Linked DNA regions of Mus musculus: all the other regions are linked to region 3. Evidence: chromatin contacts called from public HiChIP or PLAC-seq and promoter capture Hi-C data. All regions are on one chromosome and are shown on one strand. Each heading gives the region's core, a stretch centred on a gene start, on an enhancer-like site or on the middle of the called end of the contact. The rest is flanking DNA. Distances are from core to core; before and after follow the strand shown. Region 1 holds the start of Kpna2 (karyopherin (importin) alpha 2). Region 2 holds the start of Smurf2 (SMAD specific E3 ubiquitin protein ligase 2). Region 3 holds the start of Milr1 (mast cell immunoglobulin like receptor 1). Region 4 has its middle 24 kb from the start of Gm39424. Region 5 overlaps Tex2 (testis expressed gene 2).

Evidence for each region. Promoter capture Hi-C pulls out the DNA fragments that hold promoters and counts their contacts. HiChIP or PLAC-seq counts read pairs in DNA pulled down with a chosen protein or histone mark.
Region 1: an H3K4me3 HiChIP or PLAC-seq map of the SCID.adh cell line shows a contact between it and region 3, with 14 read pairs. The contact joins the promoter of Kpna2 here to the promoter of Milr1 in region 3. A contact is called at or near these places in 13 of 39 promoter capture datasets (the 3T3-L1 cell line, 3T3-L1-derived adipocytes, the C10 cell line and 8 more), 1 of 15 datasets of contacts at CTCF or cohesin (pro-B cells), 6 of 484 Hi-C or Micro-C datasets (cerebellar granule neurons, embryonic stem cells and liver), 5 of 115 datasets of contacts at active chromatin or transcription factors (the 230-238 cell line, the SCID.adh cell line, effector CD8 T cells and 1 more) and 3 of 9 other capture datasets (adipose tissue, liver and pancreatic islet).
Region 2: a contact with region 3 is called in an H3K4me3 HiChIP or PLAC-seq map of the SCID.adh cell line, with 13 read pairs. The contact joins the promoter of Smurf2 here to the promoter of Milr1 in region 3. A contact is called at or near these places in 8 of 39 promoter capture datasets (the HPC-7 cell line, cranial neural crest, embryonic stem cells and 4 more), 3 of 115 datasets of contacts at active chromatin or transcription factors (the SCID.adh cell line, effector CD8 T cells and pancreatic cancer cells) and 2 of 9 other capture datasets (adipose tissue and pancreatic islet).
Region 4: a promoter capture Hi-C map of liver shows a contact between it and region 3, with 3 times the contacts expected there. The contact joins the enhancer-like site here to the promoter of Milr1 in region 3. A contact is called at or near these places in 12 of 39 promoter capture datasets (3T3-L1-derived adipocytes, the C10 cell line, embryonic stem cells and 5 more), 1 of 15 datasets of contacts at CTCF or cohesin (pro-B cells), 26 of 484 Hi-C or Micro-C datasets (CD8 T cells, the G1E-ER4 cell line, the P5424 cell line and 6 more) and 3 of 115 datasets of contacts at active chromatin or transcription factors (the SCID.adh cell line, epiblast stem cells and memory CD8 T cells).
Region 5: a BATF HiChIP or PLAC-seq map of CD8 T cells shows a contact between it and region 3, with 5 read pairs. The contact joins the enhancer-like site here to the promoter of Milr1 in region 3. A contact is called at or near these places in 13 of 39 promoter capture datasets (the 3T3-L1 cell line, the C10 cell line, the HPC-7 cell line and 7 more), 33 of 484 Hi-C or Micro-C datasets (the AML12 cell line, B cells, CD4 T cells and 17 more), 11 of 115 datasets of contacts at active chromatin or transcription factors (the 230-238 cell line, CD8 T cells, the SCID.adh cell line and 8 more) and 3 of 9 other capture datasets (adipose tissue, liver and pancreatic islet).

What each region holds. Positions count from the first base shown.
Region 1 is chr11:106,998,196-107,001,810 of GRCm38.p6, reverse strand. It overlaps Kpna2 (karyopherin (importin) alpha 2), which reads left to right and starts at 2,286. Exons shown (of 11, transcript NM_010655.3): 1 at 2,286-2,452. Gm39424 (a long non-coding RNA gene) reads right to left here and starts at 2,342. Exons shown (of 3, transcript XR_880255.3): 1 at 2,262-2,342.
Region 2 is chr11:106,919,131-106,922,353 of GRCm38.p6, reverse strand. It overlaps Smurf2 (SMAD specific E3 ubiquitin protein ligase 2), which reads left to right and starts at 1,639. Exons shown (of 19, transcript NM_025481.3): 1 at 1,639-2,173. The coding sequence starts at 2,122.
Region 3 is chr11:106,749,886-106,753,101 of GRCm38.p6, reverse strand. Milr1 (mast cell immunoglobulin like receptor 1) reads right to left here and starts at 1,876. Exons shown (of 7, transcript NM_001033435.3): 1 at 1,713-1,876; 2 at 1,427-1,468. The coding sequence starts at 1,818.
Region 4 is chr11:106,974,244-106,977,436 of GRCm38.p6, reverse strand. No RefSeq gene overlaps it. Among named protein-coding and RNA genes, the nearest start is that of Gm39424, 24 kb to the left of the region's middle. Within about 2 kb of position 1,861, at least 30 of the 459 cell types and tissues checked have an H3K27ac peak or open chromatin away from gene starts, as enhancers often do. A contact at or near this core is called in liver, where this site is marked.
Region 5 is chr11:106,534,347-106,537,852 of GRCm38.p6, reverse strand. The region is part of intron 5 of Tex2 (testis expressed gene 2); the gene reads left to right. Among named protein-coding and RNA genes, the nearest start is that of Gm22711, 35 kb to the right of the region's middle. Within about 2 kb of position 1,587, at least 99 of the 459 cell types and tissues checked have an H3K27ac peak or open chromatin away from gene starts, as enhancers often do. A contact at or near this core is called in CD8 T cells, the HPC-7 cell line, the SCID.adh cell line and 8 more, where this site is marked.

The DNA.
Region 1 (3,615 bases), core at 1,037-3,536, 250 kb before region 3:
AATAAACGACTACAACTTTTCTAAAATACTCCTGTAAAGGACCCAGAAAAATTGCAGAAAAAGCACAAAAAATTGGCACATGATCCTGATGCTTATACACATGTTTGATGTTTGAAAATAATAATTAGACCACAAACATGAATATGCACTGATAATAAAATGGAAGTTGAATTATTCTTTAATTTGGGGGTTTGCAGTGTGCTTATATAAAAGAATGTCTTTTTTTCTCCCCTCCCCAGTATTCCCCCAACACACACACACACACACACACACACACACACACACACACACACACACTGTGTAGCTCTGGCTCTGGCTCTCCTGGAACTTGCTCTGTAGACCAGGCTGACCTTAAACTCACAGAGCTCTGGATGTCCCTGCCTCCCTAGCATTGGGATCAAAGGTGTGCAACACTGTTCAGCTTGATAATGTCTTCTTGTGGAGCTGGAGAGATGGCTCAGTGGTTAAGAGCACTGACTGCTCTTCCAGAGGTCCTGAGTTCAATTCACAGCAACCACATGGTGGCTCACAACCATCTGTAATGGGATCAGATATACTATCAAATATTTAGGGCTAAAGAGATATCAAAAGGCCAAAAAAGCCGCTTTGGTGGCCCACTCCTTTAATAACACAAATGTCTTTAACACCAGCACTTGGGAGACAGAGGCTTTTGGATCTCTGAGTTCGAGGCCAGCCTGGTTTACAGAGGATGTTCTAGGACAGCCAGGGCTACACAGAGGAAACCATGTCATGAAAAGCAAAAACAAATTAGAGAAAAGGCTAAAATATGTGTGTGTGTGTACACTATATACATGTTACATATTTTAAAATGTGCCGAAATGTTAACATTTGGCAAGTCTAGGCAAAGGTTTGTGATTCTGTGTTCAGAATTACTCAAGTTTTAAAGTATTTGAAGGCAGGCAGTGGTGGCACACTGCCTTTAGTCCCAGCACTCTGAGGTCTGTGGAGTTCAGTCAGGTCTACAGAGACACAGAGAAACCCATTAAGTGTGTGTGTGTGTGTGTGTGTGTGTGTGTTTGGGGGAAGGGAGCAAAATAAAGAAATAAATAAAAAATTTTAAAGGTTTGGAGAAAATAGGTATTAATAAGTTATTGGTTTTTTGTTTTTGTTTTTCGAGACAGGGTTTCTCTGTGTAGCCCTGGCTGTCCAGGAACTTACTCTGTAGACCAGGCTGGCTTCGAACTCAGAGAACTCAGAAATCCGCCTGCCTCTGCCTCCCAAGTGCTGGGATTAAAGGTGTGCGCCACCACCACCGGGCTAATAAATTATTGTTACCATATTTGCTGCTTCCATTGTCCTTTTTCTTTTTCTTTTTTTTTTTTTTTTTTTGCTTCTGTCCTGGAACTCACTCTGTAGACCATGCTGGCCTCGAACTCAGAAATCCGCCTGCCTCTGCTTCCTGAATGCTGGGATTAAAGGTGTGCGCCACCACTGCCCGGCTTCCATTGTCTTTATTTTCCAAGTAATCTAAAAGTTTACCACACGGGACAAAGTGGGGCATGTCTGTAATCCCAGAACTGACGTTGAGGAAGGATTGCATTAGGTTCAAGGCTAGCCTGGGCTCTATTGTTAATGTGAGACCCTGCCTCAATCCCACTCCCCATGATAAAAATTAAATAACCAGTAAATAGCACAAACAATAATATAGCGATACAACTAATGATTGCCTAAAGATAAAATAATCAACAAATACTATAAACAATATAGTGATACAACTAATGGTTAAGAGGCACACAGATCCACGTTCTCCCGGTGACCAGCTCCTGATGTAAAATTTTTTTAAAGTAAATATATTTCTCTTTTCTTTTATTGATTGATTGACTGATTGGTTGATTGAGACAGGGTCTCACTATTTAGCCCTGGTTGGCCTGGCTGTATAAACCAGGTTTGCCTTGAACTCCTAGTGCTGGGATTAAAAGCCTGCGCCAATCACCGCAAGCTAAGCCTTTTTTTACAAGTGTAATAATAATTTCGTGTGTTTGTTTAAGGACAAGCCCAGGGAAAGCAAACAGGGTACGGCCCAGTGTCCATCTAAGCATAGACGAAACGCAGGTCTCCATGCTGTGTGCTGAGATCTGGAGTCACCCTTCTGCAAGGCACCCTGGGATTGCCCGGCCGCTCCCTCATCTCGCGACGCTTCCCTGCTTACCGCCCCACCCCCACCTTTTTTTTTTTTTTTCCCCTACGACCTGCGTCTGCGTCCCACCCCCACCCCCGCCTAACGTGTTTTTCAAACCTACCAATGAACGCGCAGCTTAGGCTCAAATCAGCCAATCGGAACGCGGCGTCACCGGGAAATTTAAATCGCGCCGGCCGGCAGCACGAGGCACAAAATCTGAGGGCTGAAGGGTAGCAGACGTTTCCACAGCCGCCGACCCGCAGCTTGAGTGTCCTGCACCACCTTTCGTGGAAATCTGAGCCGGCTGTACAGGTAGGAACGGAAGCCGGTCCTGAGCAGTAACGGCCGGACGGAAGGCTGCGGGGCGGAGGGCGGGAGCAGGCCGCGCCCGGGCCGGAGCTGAGCCTCCCTGCTCCGACCAGGCCTCGGGGCGGGTTGGTTTCGCCACGCCGGGGTCAGGGTTGGCAACGCCGGGCGCTGCGGAGGGCAGCGAAGGCCTGGGAGCGGCTCGGGTCGGCGTGGAGGGACCGGAGGGCAGCCGCAGTCGAGCGGACCTACCTGGCTGTGCCGCCGCTTTCCTGATGCTTCTGCCCCGGGGAGGAGACGCAGCTTTGGGCAGGGGATGAAGGTGGCAGTTAAGACACCCCAGTTAAGCCCTTGACCCGGATCACCTGGGTCAGGGTCGAGGACGGACATAAAGCAGTTAAACCTACTAGCTTACCAGGGTACTTTGGGTTCCTGTCCCTTCGCGACGACCACACCTGGGTTCTATCGAGCCCCACTGATCACAGCTGATGTCATCCCGGCTGAATGCATTCTCTGGAAGTGTGTGCAAGATGCGGCGTTAATGCCATTGCTGACAGCGATGATGTGATGGAAGGCCCTATAATGGAACGAACCGATTCTTTATGTAACTTGCAAGAGGGTACTAGTATGGATCCGTTTTGGCCATCGATCAACAGAAAACGAGAGCTGCGTTTATTGCCTTAAGGACGTAGATGGTTGCCAGGCATTGTTGGCGCACGCCTTTAATCCCAGCACTTGGGAGGCAGAGGCAGGCCGATTTGAGTTCGAGGACAGCCAGGGATACACACAGAAACCCTGTCTCGAAAAATAAAACAAACAAAGGACGTAGATTGTTCTCCTACTTGGTGTTCTATTAACTAATGGAGCCTAGAATTTAGATCCTTGACTTAATACCGTGCTGGCTAGAGGCTTAAGACTATTGAGTGTTTGAAAAGCCGCTAATCTGTTGAGATGCCCCGTGTGCTTAAACTACCCATTGGATTTTGAAGGTGTATAAAAACAGTAAGACATCTCAATTTTTCTGTATTGATGACATCCTCAAATGGTAATAGTTTAGCTATATTGGGTAAAAGTCTTAAAATTAATTTCCTTCCTTCCTTCCTTTCTTTTTGTTTTTTCGAGGCAGGGTTTCTCTGTGTAGCCCTGGCTGTCCTGGAACTCTGTGGACC
Region 2 (3,223 bases), core at 390-2,889, 170 kb before region 3:
AACTTCCATTTCCCAATACAAAGCTACAAATTATGCTAGTGGGTGGTTGGGAACAAAGTGTGGGCCATAAGAACCAGGGAAAGGAAGAGTGCATACATCAGCCTGCTCAGTTTATTGTCTCAGCCTAGCGTTTGAAACAGTGATGTAGCAATTGTTCTATCGCCACAGTAACTTTTGTGGGAATTATTTCCTGAGCCTTCAGATCTTACATTGCACAAAGAAGTGTTTAAGGGCCCTGTTCATTGCTTTGTGAATAATAAGCACTTAGTATTTCTTGATTGAATTTTTAGAGCTGTCCCTTGTATTTTAAGTCTTACTGCTAGAACTTATGATTTTGGGATCACTTTAATCCGTAGGAGTGTTTTTAGACCGATGAAACGCTCTTGGATTTCACCTGGAGAATGAAGTGTCTTAACTGGTAGATTTTAAGTCACCATTTGCAATGTTTTAGGATTAAAATGTATTAGGCTTCAATGAACAGTTTAAACGGCATTAATGTTATAACAGCTTTAAAGCAAAGCTAACATGGATATAAATCCACACTCTTTTTTTTTTTTTTTTTTGGTTTTTTGAGACAGGGTTTCTCCGTGTAGCGCTGGCTGTCCTGGAACTCACTTTGTAGACCAGGCTGGCCTCGAACTCAGAAATCCACCTGCCTCTGCCTCCCAAGGCATGCGCCACCACTGCCCGGCACAAATCCACACTCTTATCCTTAGTTTGCATTATTACTCTTGCGTGCACATAAAACTTGTATTCTCCATTTAAACCCTGCATTACATATAAAGTCTGACATGTTACATGGCTACCACAATTGCCATTTAGATGGCTGCATAAAAATGTGTTGCAGTTGATGTAATACAATTCACTATTAGGCTGCACTCTCACCCCAACCTTGCAAAACAAAATCCCAAAACAACCTGCATTATTTATTTGTCCAGAATAAGTTCTTATTAGTTGTAAGTCACCGCGTCAGAGTTACAGTCCTATTCATTTTCTTTTTTCCTCCTGGGACAGCAAAATACAGTACTGCGTGAGCTTTCCACACTATATCCACCTATCTTGTTCACAGTCTTTGGCCGCATTTGTATTATCTCCCTATGCTTGTCCTGGGCAGGGTTGGGGGAAGAATCGAGCAGGTAGGTAACCGGATATGGAGCACCAGGTGAGCCTGTGGAGGTGGCAATTACAATACTCAGAGCTAAGCACTCCTGGGAATTTGCTGGAGCGTTCGATGTGGGAATAGCATCTTGGCGAATTAATTCTTCGGACTTGGGTCTAACTTTACTCTCGCCAGCCTCTCAGAGCGCGCAGTGGGAGTATTACTCGGGCATTCTGCCCTGTAGGGACACAGGCGATCTTTCAGTGAGCTAGCTGGTCAGTAGGCCCCTCTGGTGCCATCGAGCCGGCGCCGCCGGGCGGTGTAGTTCGGGGCCCAGTCTGGGCCGTGGCGCACGCGCTGCCCGCAGCTCGCGCGGAGCCAGGCCTTCCTCTGGCGCCCCAGGCGCAGGAGACCTCGCCCACAAGCCCGCCCCCTCGCCGGCCCCGCCCACCGCAACCCCGCCCCGCCCGCCGGCCCCGCCCCCGTCTCCTCCCCGCCCCCAGGAGCCGACGAGTGGCGGCGGCGGCGGCGGCGGCAGCGGCTGCGGCCCCAGGACCGGGTTCTCTCAGACAAGAGGGCGGGCGGAGGAGGAAGCGGCCGAGCACCCGCCCGCCTCAGCAGACTTCGCACCGTCCGCTCCCAGGCCTCGCGGCACCGAGAAGGGGAGACCGAGGCGGACCGCGAGGACAAGAGGCGGCGGGGGCGCGGGGCGGAGGCGGCGCGGCCGGCCGCGGCTGCCGCTTTGTTGTGTGGCCCGGGCCGAGGAAGCAGAAGTGGGAGGAGGGGGGAGCTCTGCGTCCCGCTCCCTCCGCGGCTCATGGCGACGGCGCTCGGCACATCCGGGACCCTCCGGCCCTGGCGGCCGCGGCGCGGGCTGTTCGGACCCCGGCCCCGGCCGCTGTGGTGACTCCTCTGCGCCTCGCCGTCGGCCCAGCCCAGCCCAGTCCGCCCGCCCGCCCGCCGGCCCGCCGGCCGCGAGCGCCGCCGCCGCCGCCGCCGCCACCTCCCCCGCCGCTGGGGACATGTCTAACCCCGGAGGCCGGAGGAACGGGCCCGTCAAGCTGCGCCTGACAGGTGAGCTGGGCGGGCGGCTGTGGCGCCTGTGGGCAAGCAGAGGGCCGGGGTCGCGGTCGGTGGTGGCGTTGGACGGGAATCCGGGCGTGGGAAGGCCTAGTTTAGGGAGTCATTGGAGAACCACTTAGCTGGGGTTGGGAAATTCTTCAGAACGCCCAGTGTGTGGCCCGTGGGTCTCCCGTGGAGGGCGGATTTGAGGTCCTGAAGTCTCGTTTCCTGGGGTCACAGGAGCAGCCCCTGGGCTCCTGCCCAGGTGGGGTCGGGAAAGGGATTACTGAATCCAGTTGCTGACTGCGCGCGGTAAACACTCCTTAAACATGGAGTGAGTGCTTAACGGGAGAGTGCTTGTGTTCCCGGGTTGTTAACTTGGACACCTACCTATGCCCGGCAGTGAAACCTTTACTCTCCAGTGCTGCCAACCTCTGTGGCCAGTGCCACACACCTTAAACGCACGTCTCTGGGAGGGAGGGACCGAGACTGTGGTTGGCTTTTCCGGCGTGTCTGCCTGATCCCACGACTCCCGGCTCATTGTACACTCTGTGTTTTGGAAGTTGTTTGATTGTAGGGTAGCATGTTTGGGGTTGTTCCTTGTAGGCCGCAGAACTAGTTGCTCATGTCTTAACTCCAGACCTGGTTTAGAATCCCTTGCTTTGCAATGTGTTTCTCAGTCTGGACGCATACGAACTTTTAAGCTAACTTTCACTAGTCCTCTCCACACTTCTCACCCTCTTTCTAAATGGAAAGGAATGCTCAGAGGGATTTGGGAAAGACTGTTTAATGTTCCCAGCTGCAGGGAGTTGTTAACATATTACAGGTATAATTTGCTTACGATGCCACTTCTGATATTCTTCCGTGGTCAACGTCCCCCTCCTTTTAAGGAAAAATTGCGTTTGGTTTAAAGCGTGTAATTGAAACTATTGTCCCTCTGCTAGCTAGTCACGTCATTCACAGCAAGTAAATTGTCCACATTTATATTCAGATGTGTGGTGAAGAAGACGGCATTTTGTAGTTGGTTCATATGCATTTGCGCCAGCGAAGGATAAGCTGTAA
Region 3 (3,216 bases), core at 627-3,126:
ACTTCCTATAAGCCAGGGGCAGACCTGTAGCTTGGAGTCTTTCATTAAGTAACCAACCTTAATTCAGATCCTGTGACACATCCTTTTCTGCTCTCCTGCTGGGAAGCCCCTGCTTCCCCAGGGTCTTTCTTTCTCCTGTAATTTCAGGACTTGGGGGATGGAGGCAGATGGATGAAGAATTCAAGGTCAGTCTATGCTGACCTAGTGAGTTCTAGGCCAGCCTGGGCTACGTGAGATTGCCTTCAGTAAGGCCTGGTAAAACTCCTTAAATTCTGTCTGCTATGGCTTTGGTATCCAGTCTGTGAGCTGGTATACATACATACTCATGTGTATGTTTACTGTAAGATATGTAATATATGCTCTGAGAGTTAATATTACATTTAAAATTGGAATAAAAGAACTCATGTTTACTGACTGCTGGCTATCAAGAGAAATCAGGACTGCTTGGAAAATCACAGCCAAGAGAAGCAACATAGCTGGTGAATTTATTGCTATTCAATAAACTCTGACACCACAGACCGACGCAAAGATGTCCATCTAGACTGCTCCACTGTGTGCTCTCCCACACTCAGGACTTAACAGGCTGAAGCAGAAGGATTCTCATGAGTTCAGCATCAGCTTCGGCTACATAGTGAGTGCTAGGCTATGTAGCAAGATCTTATCACCAACAGTCCACAGAAAGAAGCTGCCTGCTTCGGGATGGGGAGGGGAGGGGAGGGAAGACAGGCTGGGTTGCACACAACAGCACTTTCAACTTTATGTGGTTAGCTTACACGGAAGGACCGATGTGCCGCAAAGACTGCAGAGGAACCAGGATTGGGGCCACCCCTTCTCACCGATGAAAGAAACCACCCTCAAAAGTCATTAGTTTGTGTGCCCGGCTTGCCAGCTGGGCAGCAGCAAGCCAGGCTCAGCAGCAAAGCACTCTGACTCCACAGTAGAGCTCTACCTAGGCATAGTACTAGTTGCCTGAATTAATTTAAAAGGGGTTTGAGTGGGCATGGTGGGCTGGGTCCCAGCATTTGAGAGTTTAGGAGTTAGTCTAGTTTAGCCTTGGCCACGTAATAGAGTTTGAGGCCAGCCTGACCTACATGAGGCTCAGCCTCAAAAGTAAATAAATTAATAAAAATTTACAAAAATCACGGGAGGGTTTTCTAGCTAAAAGTGATAACAAAGGAAGTTTGGAGGTTTTCATGGTAAAAAACAATCTCAGATTTTGCCCGGCCAAGTTTCAGGTGGAAAAACAAAATTGCTACAATTAATGCCCTCTCTAAACCTCAGCTCATTGGCCTCCTAGCAGATAATAGAAAGGCTTTGCTCTTGGTTGCCGATCTAAAAACACAGAAATCCCAGTAAGTGAACGCTCATGTTCAGAGTCAGCTATCTGACCATTTTGATGCCCATACTTTCAGGAAATGAAACTTACCGTTATTTTCCACCCTCGTACAATCCACTGCAGCATTCTGAACTGAAAGAGAAAATGGAAGATTAGAGAAAAAAAACCTCATTTCCCATGTGATTATTTTGAGAGATGATTCTTGTTTGTTTTTTCGTCTTTGACTTTTCAAGACAGGGTCTCTCTAGGTAGCCCTGGCTGGCCATGAACTCTGTGTAGATCAGGCTGGCTCCACAGAGATCCACCTGCCTTTGCTCCACCAAGTGCTGGCCCCCCCGTCCCAGAGTCAATTCTTAAAATATCGAATCAGGCTTACGTGTGATAGAAATTGTAAGAGCCCAAAGTAACAGTTTGTCCAGCCAGCATCTTATTCCCTTGAATGAAACGGCAGAGAGGCACATTGGCGAGTCACCATCGCCCATGGTTAATTGAGTTACTACAGAATGGGGCTCGGCTTCTGAGATTCCTCTTCCCAACCACACACAGGAAATGAGAGGATTTAGACAAGTTTACTCAACAGGACCTATGACTCGTTGGTTTAACTGTCCTTCATATTACTGGAACAGCTGCTCAGACCGCAAGGTCTCCTATCTCACTTAGAGCTGCTGCTTGGTGATAACGGATCTTTCTTTTTTTTCCCCCTTCTTTCCCCCTTTTTTCCCCTTCCCTTTCACTCCGGCCCATAGGTTTTTTTATTTGTTTTTCATTACAGATAGTTGTGAGCCACCATGTGGTTGCTGGGATTTGAACTCATGACCTCCAGAAGAGCAGTCAGTGCTCTTAACCACTGAGCCATCTCACTCACCAGCCCCGATAATGGATCTTTTATATTCTCTCTCTCTCTCTCTCTCTCTCTCTCTCTCTCTCTCTCTCTCTCTCTTCCTCCCCCTCACCCTCCCCCTCTCCCCCCCCCATCTCCCTTCCCCCTCCTAAAAGAAAAATGAAAAATGCCTCTGACAAGTAAGCCCTACTCTCCAGAGCACAGAGAACTTCCTGGCGTGCTGTCGGCCGTTGTTCATTTAAGATTACAAGTCCTTTGTTTGCTTCTTTAGACAAGCTTGGTTGCCCCATCTGCACAGGATGTGTTTGATCGAATGTAGGCTGGAGGTACATAAGCAGAGAGTATGCCAGGATGTTTGCTTGCTCCTGATTGGACAAAGGTGGAAAGTATGTAGCCTTTTGGGGTTTGCCTTTCTTTATAAACCTCCGATTAATGTACCTTGGTGACATACTCCCGGAATCCTGAGGATGGATTGTCTTAGCCAGCATAGCAATTTGGCTCAAAAACTGTGATAGTGTTCTTACTTTCACCCAATGGGATCAACACTTTCACACCACACACGCACACACGCACACACACGCGCGCACACACACACACACTTCCTAGCTGCCTATGAGGTGAGAGACAGGTTCCAGATGTATAAGGTACATCTTCTATACATGCAGCCTGAAGGTAATTGGAGGAGGGATTCAGAGAGTCCTTTGGCACACTCTTCTCAGGTCGGCGTATTCAGACCAGAACCTCAGCAACATTGCTCTCAGCTCCTCTCATCACCTCTGGAGGTAAGTCACACCAGGCTGCTCTGTAAGACCTTCCGGCCACCCTCCTGCCTCTCTAGCATCTTGCTTGGTAGATGATGTCTTCTTGGGTTTGGTTTGCAAATATTTTATTGAGTATTTTTACATCAATGTTCATAAGGGAAATTAGTCTGAAGTTCTCTTTTTTTTAATACTTGTTTATTTATTTATTATATGTAAGTACACTGTAGCTTGTCTTCAGACACTCCAGAAGTGGGAGTCAGATCTCGTTACGGATGGTT
Region 4 (3,193 bases), core at 612-3,111, 220 kb before region 3:
AGGGGGGGGGGGGGCTGGTGAGATGGCTCAGCAGGTAAGAGCACCCGACTGCTCTTCCAAAGGTCCTGAGTTCAAATCCCAGCAACCACATGGTGGCTCATAACCATCTATAATGAGATCTGACTCCCTCTTCTGGAGTGTCTGAAGACAGCTACAGTGTACTTACATATAATAAATAAATAAATCAAAAAAAAAGGAGAGAGAGAGAGAGAGAGAGAGAGAGGATGGGAAGCCTAAGGCCACTGAAGGATGATCGCAGGCGGGAACGCGGGGCTGCCTCCCAGAGTCAGTCTAGCTTGCTTCTGTCTGCTCCTGTTTACTGAAGGGCCAGCACTGGTTTTAAGGTACAGCCTGGCAGGCTTCCTTTTAGAACAGAGTCTTCAATGTGAAGCAGGGAAGGAGAAGGGTGTTCACTCCAAACCATGCCACTCTCTGCTGTGCAAACCCCCTCCACTAACCATGAGCACCCGGAAAGCAGGAGCAAGAAGAAACAGGGTCCGAGAGATTAACAACGTCTCCTATAGCCACACAACAAGACTGCCAAGGTGAGCTAAGACCTATCCACATCCCCTGCCCTTCTCTGTCAAGGATGGTGCTGATGGCCAGGGTGGAAAGCTTGGAAGAAAAGGTGTCTTCTGTCTTCTGTGTTACTTCTTAAACATTTTCAGAGCCAATAGAAGACATAGGACTGGTTCCCGAGTGACCAGTAGGGACCACAGCTCTGCCTGAGAGCTTTCTGATTCATAGCTGTGCCTTGTGCTCAGTCACTCAAACAGACTTCCACGGCCCAGTCAAGAAGCAATCATACTCTGTACTGCTGGGGGGAAAGGGCTCAGAGACATTTAGACAGCTACCCAAGACTGCACAGCAATGCTGCCCCACCACACCAAATGAGGTGCTCTGGGTAGACAAGGGTGGATGGGCTGTGTGTCGGCTCCGGCCTCATGCTGAAATGAGTCACCCGCAAGTCCAAGAACCAGCCCCTCTGGACAATGACACAGGAAGCTGTTTTGTACATTAGGTGGAGCTGGGTCCAGATAATGTTGGTCTACGCAGAAAAGCTGCCTCTTTTCCAGTTGCCTTCCCTCTGCAAACCCCTTGGGAGCCAGCCAGGCCTGGTGACCTATGGAAGAGGTGACGCCGTGTCCTGCTGTCCCAGCTACATGGCTTGGCTAGCTAAGTCTACTGGGCCTTTTCCAGCTAAGACACCCGTTTGTTTTTACCGTGCAATGTGAACCAGATGTGGGGGTACCTCGCTCTGCAGGAGGCCCCCTGCCCAAATCTCAGCACCGGCCACAGGCTCTTGGGAGGCAGTGGTGGCCAACTAGCCTCTCCTGGCCCTTTGCCTGCCTCTCCCTCAAAGCTGGTCCTCATTGGCATCCCTGTATCTCCCTTCCCCCAATGTGACAGGAATCTGGAAAGGACACTGGACAAGCATCCAAAGTCCATATGTCCTGGATAGTCTGTCTAGGAATTTTTGGGATGCTAGCTTGCTCAATGTGTCATGTCCTTTCCAGTCATGACATGGGGAAGGGGTAGGGGGGGGACAATAAATGAAGACTTGAAAGCCGACCAAGGGCTGAGTATCCTTCATCTGTGGTATCACCTCACCCCAAGCTCTCGGACTGGAGACTTAAGTCTGAGTGGCCTCGTGGATTCCAGGGGCGACAGCCCTGTAACTCCCACTGTTTACTTTAGCAATTGAATTCTTCCCGTTTTGGCCAGTGGAAACCTGTTCAAGCTGGTTGCTAGACCTATTTTGCCACGATCCATCATTCCTGGAGCTTTCTAACACAGACTGTTCCAGGCTCCCCTGTCTTTTTTCCTGTCCTGGCCATGGAAGCAACCAGGTCACTCTAATGACCCTGGTTCTGTTTGGTGAAACTGGTATTTGGAAATCAAGTTCTGATCGCTGCATGTGCTCATGGCTGCTGTGGTGAACTGCTCCCTGTCCTTAGCAGCCTAGGTTAGAGCCAACAGAGGTGTGCACATATATGTTATGTGCACTGGGTGTTATGGGTCAGGAGGCTGAGGCAGGAGGATTACCTGATTTGATATTAGCCTGGTCGACAGAGACTCCCAGGTTTGCAGGGCTACATGTAGAGAGAGACACTAAATTTTTTTTTTTAAACAGAGAGCCAGGTATGCTGGAACTAACCTGTAATCACAATATTTGAGAGGCAGAGGCAGAGCCTGTGAATTCAAGGCCAGCCTGGTCTATCTGGAAAGTTTAAGCTAGATGAGGCTGTAGAGTGAAATCCTGTTTGGAGAGATGGTTCAGTGGTTAAGAACACTGATTGTTCCATTCCCAGCATCCTGATGGTGGCTAACAACTCTCTGTAAGTCCAGTACCAGGGGACCTGATGCCCTCTTCTGACCTCCCTGGGTATCCGGCACACACACGGTACACAGATGTACAAGCAGGCAAAACACCCATATATATAATGTAAAAATAAACAGCCCCCCATAGAATTTAAAAGGAGTAAAGAATTTTAGTTAAAAAAAAGAATCAAAGGCAAGCAAGGTGGTGGTGTCTCATGTCTTTAATCCCAGCACTTGGGAGGCAGAGGCAGGTGGATCGATCGATGAGTTGAAGATCAGCCTGGTCTATAAAGCAAGTTCCAGGACAGTCAGGGCTACAGAGAGAAACCCTGTCACACACACACACACACACTCAAAGAAAGAGATATACAGACAGACCGACCGACAGACAGATGATTGTCTTAGAGTTTTATAACCAAGGCAACTTTTTTTTTCTGCCTGCATGTATGCCTTCAGGCCAGGAGAGGGCACCAGATCTCATTATAGATGGTTATGAGCCACCATGTGGTTGCTGAGAATTGAATTCAGGACCTCTGGAAAAGCAGCAACCTCTGAGACATCTCCAGCTCTGGCCAAGACAACTCTTATAAAGCAAATCAATTAATTGGGGCTGACTTAAAGTTTCATTATGGTGAGAAGCATGGCAGCATATAGGCAGACATGGTGTTGAAGGAGCCATCTTTTTTTTTTTTTTTTTTTTTTTAATTTGTTTTTTCAAGACAGGGTTTTTCTGTATAGCTCTGGCTGTCCTGGAACTTACTCTGTAGACCAGGCTGGCCTTGAACTCAGAAATCCACCTGCCCCTGCCTCCCAAGTGCTGGGATCAAAGGTGTGTGCCACCACTGCCTGGCATCTTTTTATTTTTATTTTT
Region 5 (3,506 bases), core at 338-2,837, 210 kb after region 3:
CACACACACACACACACACACACTTTTAAAAAAATAGCAAAAATCTTGTTCCAGAACAGCCAGGACTATTACACAAAGTAACCCTGTCTGGAGGATGGGTGGGGAATCTTGAAAGTATTGCTGCATTGGTCAGGCATGGCGCCACAGCCTGTAATCCTAGCACTTAGAAGATGGAAGCAAGAGAATCATAAGTCAAGGAATCCAAGGCTAGCCCAATCTACAGGAGACTATCTTATAAAACCAGTTTTGGGGGTGGTGGAAGGGAACTAGACACAGTCTCACTATGTGGCCGGGGCTGACCTGGGACTTACTATAAAGACTAGGCTGGCTTCTAACTCACAAATGCAGAGATTAAAGGCACATGCTTTTTTTAAAAATATTTTTAAAAGATTTATTTATTTATTATATGTAAGTATACTGTAGCTGTCTTCAGACACTCCAGAAGAGAGCATCAGATCTCATTACGGATGGTTGTGAGCCACTATATGGTTGCTGGGAATTGAACTCAGGACCTTTGGAAGAGCAGTCGGTGCTCTTAACTGCTGAGCCATCTCTCCAGCCCCCGGCACATGCTTTTATTATTATTTCTTAATTATTGGTACGCTGGAAAAAGACTGAAACTGGGCTGGCAGTGCGAGTCTGTAGTCCTAGTTCTCAAGAGCCTGAGGTGGGATTGCCAGTTTGAAGTCATCTGTGGTTATACAGTGAGACCATGTCTTTAAAGGGGGGGCAGCTAGGCTTAAAGAAAATACAGTGAAATGATTCTGTTCTAGCTGGGAAGAGAGAACTTACGTGTGTTCTGTAATGAATATGCATTGTTTTTCAAATCTGGGGAACAAGCACACAAATGTGAAGAAAGTGCCCTGCTGTCTCTGCTCTTGGACCAGGCCACCACAGCTGCCACCTTGACACAGCAGCCATGTGAGACCAAACTCAGGAGCAGTTGTTTCAATCTCTCTTATAGCAGAAAGGCATCCCTGGCCTCCCACAGAATTGAGTCCGTCCATGCTGCGTTGGAGATAAGCTCATTTTAAATACAGTCCTCCCCAGGAGCTAGATAGATAGACAGTGTCTGCGGATGGCCTTGCTTCAGCTCCGGAACATTGGCTTCCCCAAACATTGCCTTTGGAAGCAGGCTTGGGAGGCTACCCTTCCTCCCCGTGTGGATGGAGGAGGCGGCACAATGAATATTCTCCGCACATTTATTCTTCAGCTTTAAATTTTGATGACAGTCACTGGAAATGCATCCTAGCAGCCTGTGGAGGCCAGATTCTGTTCATAAACCCTTTTGATGCATTGTCTGTGTTCTGCAGCTCTGTGTTTGTCTTTGTTCCCTGTGCCCCAGTGCAGAGCCTGCCTTAGATACAGGGACTGGGAAAAGGAAAAGCAACATGCTTGTCAGTTCCTTGAGACGTCTTACCGCATCCTGTGTCACTGGCTTGGACGTCATTGTGAAATAGTCTTTGTTTCTTGCTGTGAGAGAGAGGGGGGGGTGTTTCCTGTAAAAAATGAACATTTTAAGAAAGACTGATAAAGGGTACACGTGCTCTCCTGAGAAAGGAAGAGGTGGCCTCTTCTGTGTAGCCTACAAGACAAAAAGTGGTGAGAGTCTGACGTGGGCAGTGGTTTGGCTCAGCCCAAGTAGCCTGGGGGCCATTTTCTTCAGACACGTGATATTTCTTCAGTAGTCTGTGCAGATGATCTGATGGGGCTTGAGGAGTCCTGAACCTGTTACCCTGAGCCTGAAGATGACAGTGCACAGTGTGCAGGAGCATGGGGTAGGAGTGCAAACACATGTCCACACACGTGTACACACACTTGTGGTACAAGAAATGGCTGACGCCAACTTCTATCCTTTCATCCGGAAGTCGGTGGTGGAAAATATCTCCGTCAATGTGCAGGACCTGACAGCAGCAGGGGTAGAGTCAGGCAGAGCCACCTCTTCTAAAATGGAAAAGTTAATATGTAGCAATTCTAAACAAAGGTGTTAATTTTTAATGGGTGTGCATGTGTGGGTGTCTGTGTGAGTGAATGCGGGGTGTGTGGGGTGCCTGTGGAGGTCAGAAGAGGGTGTCATCTGGTGTTGATGGTGGTTCTCAGCCACCAGTGGGTGCTGAGAACTGAAGTGTATCCTCCGGAGTGCAATAGTGCTCTTAGCCACCTAGCTGCTCTTCCAGCCTGTTTGTTTTTAATAAGTCACTGACATTCTAAGGAAGACTTTGGAAATCATCTAGATTTGAAGGAGTCTAAAACAGGTCCTAGACTCTGATGTGTTACTGGAAAATGGAAGTGAGCCCCCCATTCCCTAGCTCCCAGAGAAAGAGCTGGCACAGCTATGACATGACATTGGGGGCTGAGCAGTCTGCTGGCTTCACATCAGAGTCTGTGCATGGCTCACATAGATCAGACCCTAAGTCCAGGCTTCAGATCTGCTACGCGACATAAGCCGTAGGGGTCTTACAACCAGGCAGACCTTCAAGGTTCGATTCTTGGTACCTAGTGACCAGTGTGCCATGCCACTGGCCTGGGCACATAGCCAGATGAACCAATTGGCTACCTAGAGCAAGCCACGGTGGCACTTATGCACAAGCACAGGCATGAAGTAGAAGAGAGTGGATGGTCTAAAGTCATAACATGTGGAGCCCAGATGTGTTTACGTAGATCACAAAGGGAAAGAAGTGTGAGCAGTCATTAGACTTCTGCATTTCTAGATCTTTTCATCTTTCCTTCTGTCTGTTAGCTTTTCTATATAAGGCTGCAGTCTAATTCAGATGTCCCAACAAGTGTCTGTCTCATTGGCTGGATGTTGGTGCCTGTCCTCCCTCATGACAGAGTAAGCAGAGAACCAGAATCAGGCTTCAGTCATGAACTAGGGATTGTTCCTTCCTCAGATGGAAGCAGGATTCCCCTCTTCCTGGGGTATTGTGATGCTCAGATATGGTAATCTTTAGGAGTCACCTATATATCTATGTGTGTCTATGGTCAGCAGCACTAATCCTGCCACCCTTGTAAGTACTGAACCCACCAGCACGTGCTCGCCACCAAACCTCACGGTCCCCTCATAGTTGCTGCTGCTGCTCCTCCTCCATGCCCACCTCTGACCCTCAATAGGCCAGATTCCATAGTCTGGCAGCTAACCCAGGAAGTTAGAGACAAGTTGGCTCACCCACTGGTCACAGCAGATGTTTCAGACAGATTGTGTGTGGGTCAAGCGGTGGGCATTGGAGTATTTGATGGGCTGGGGTTGGGGCCAACATCTGTCCTGAGAGCCATGTTCTCATCCAGCCCTGTGGTTCTTACCTCCTCTGCATCACATGCTGAGAGGGGAGGGCTTTGGAAGCTCCTGACTCTGCTAAGCTGAGGCAAGACAATGCAAGTCAGTAAGTGTGAGCACCTTGCAGGGATCACTTGAGTCCTGGCCATTGGGAAACTCATTCCTCCTGGAAGAGGATAGGCTTGACAGTCGCAGGCTCAAGCCTGACCTGGGAGAAAGAGAAGCAGGCTTT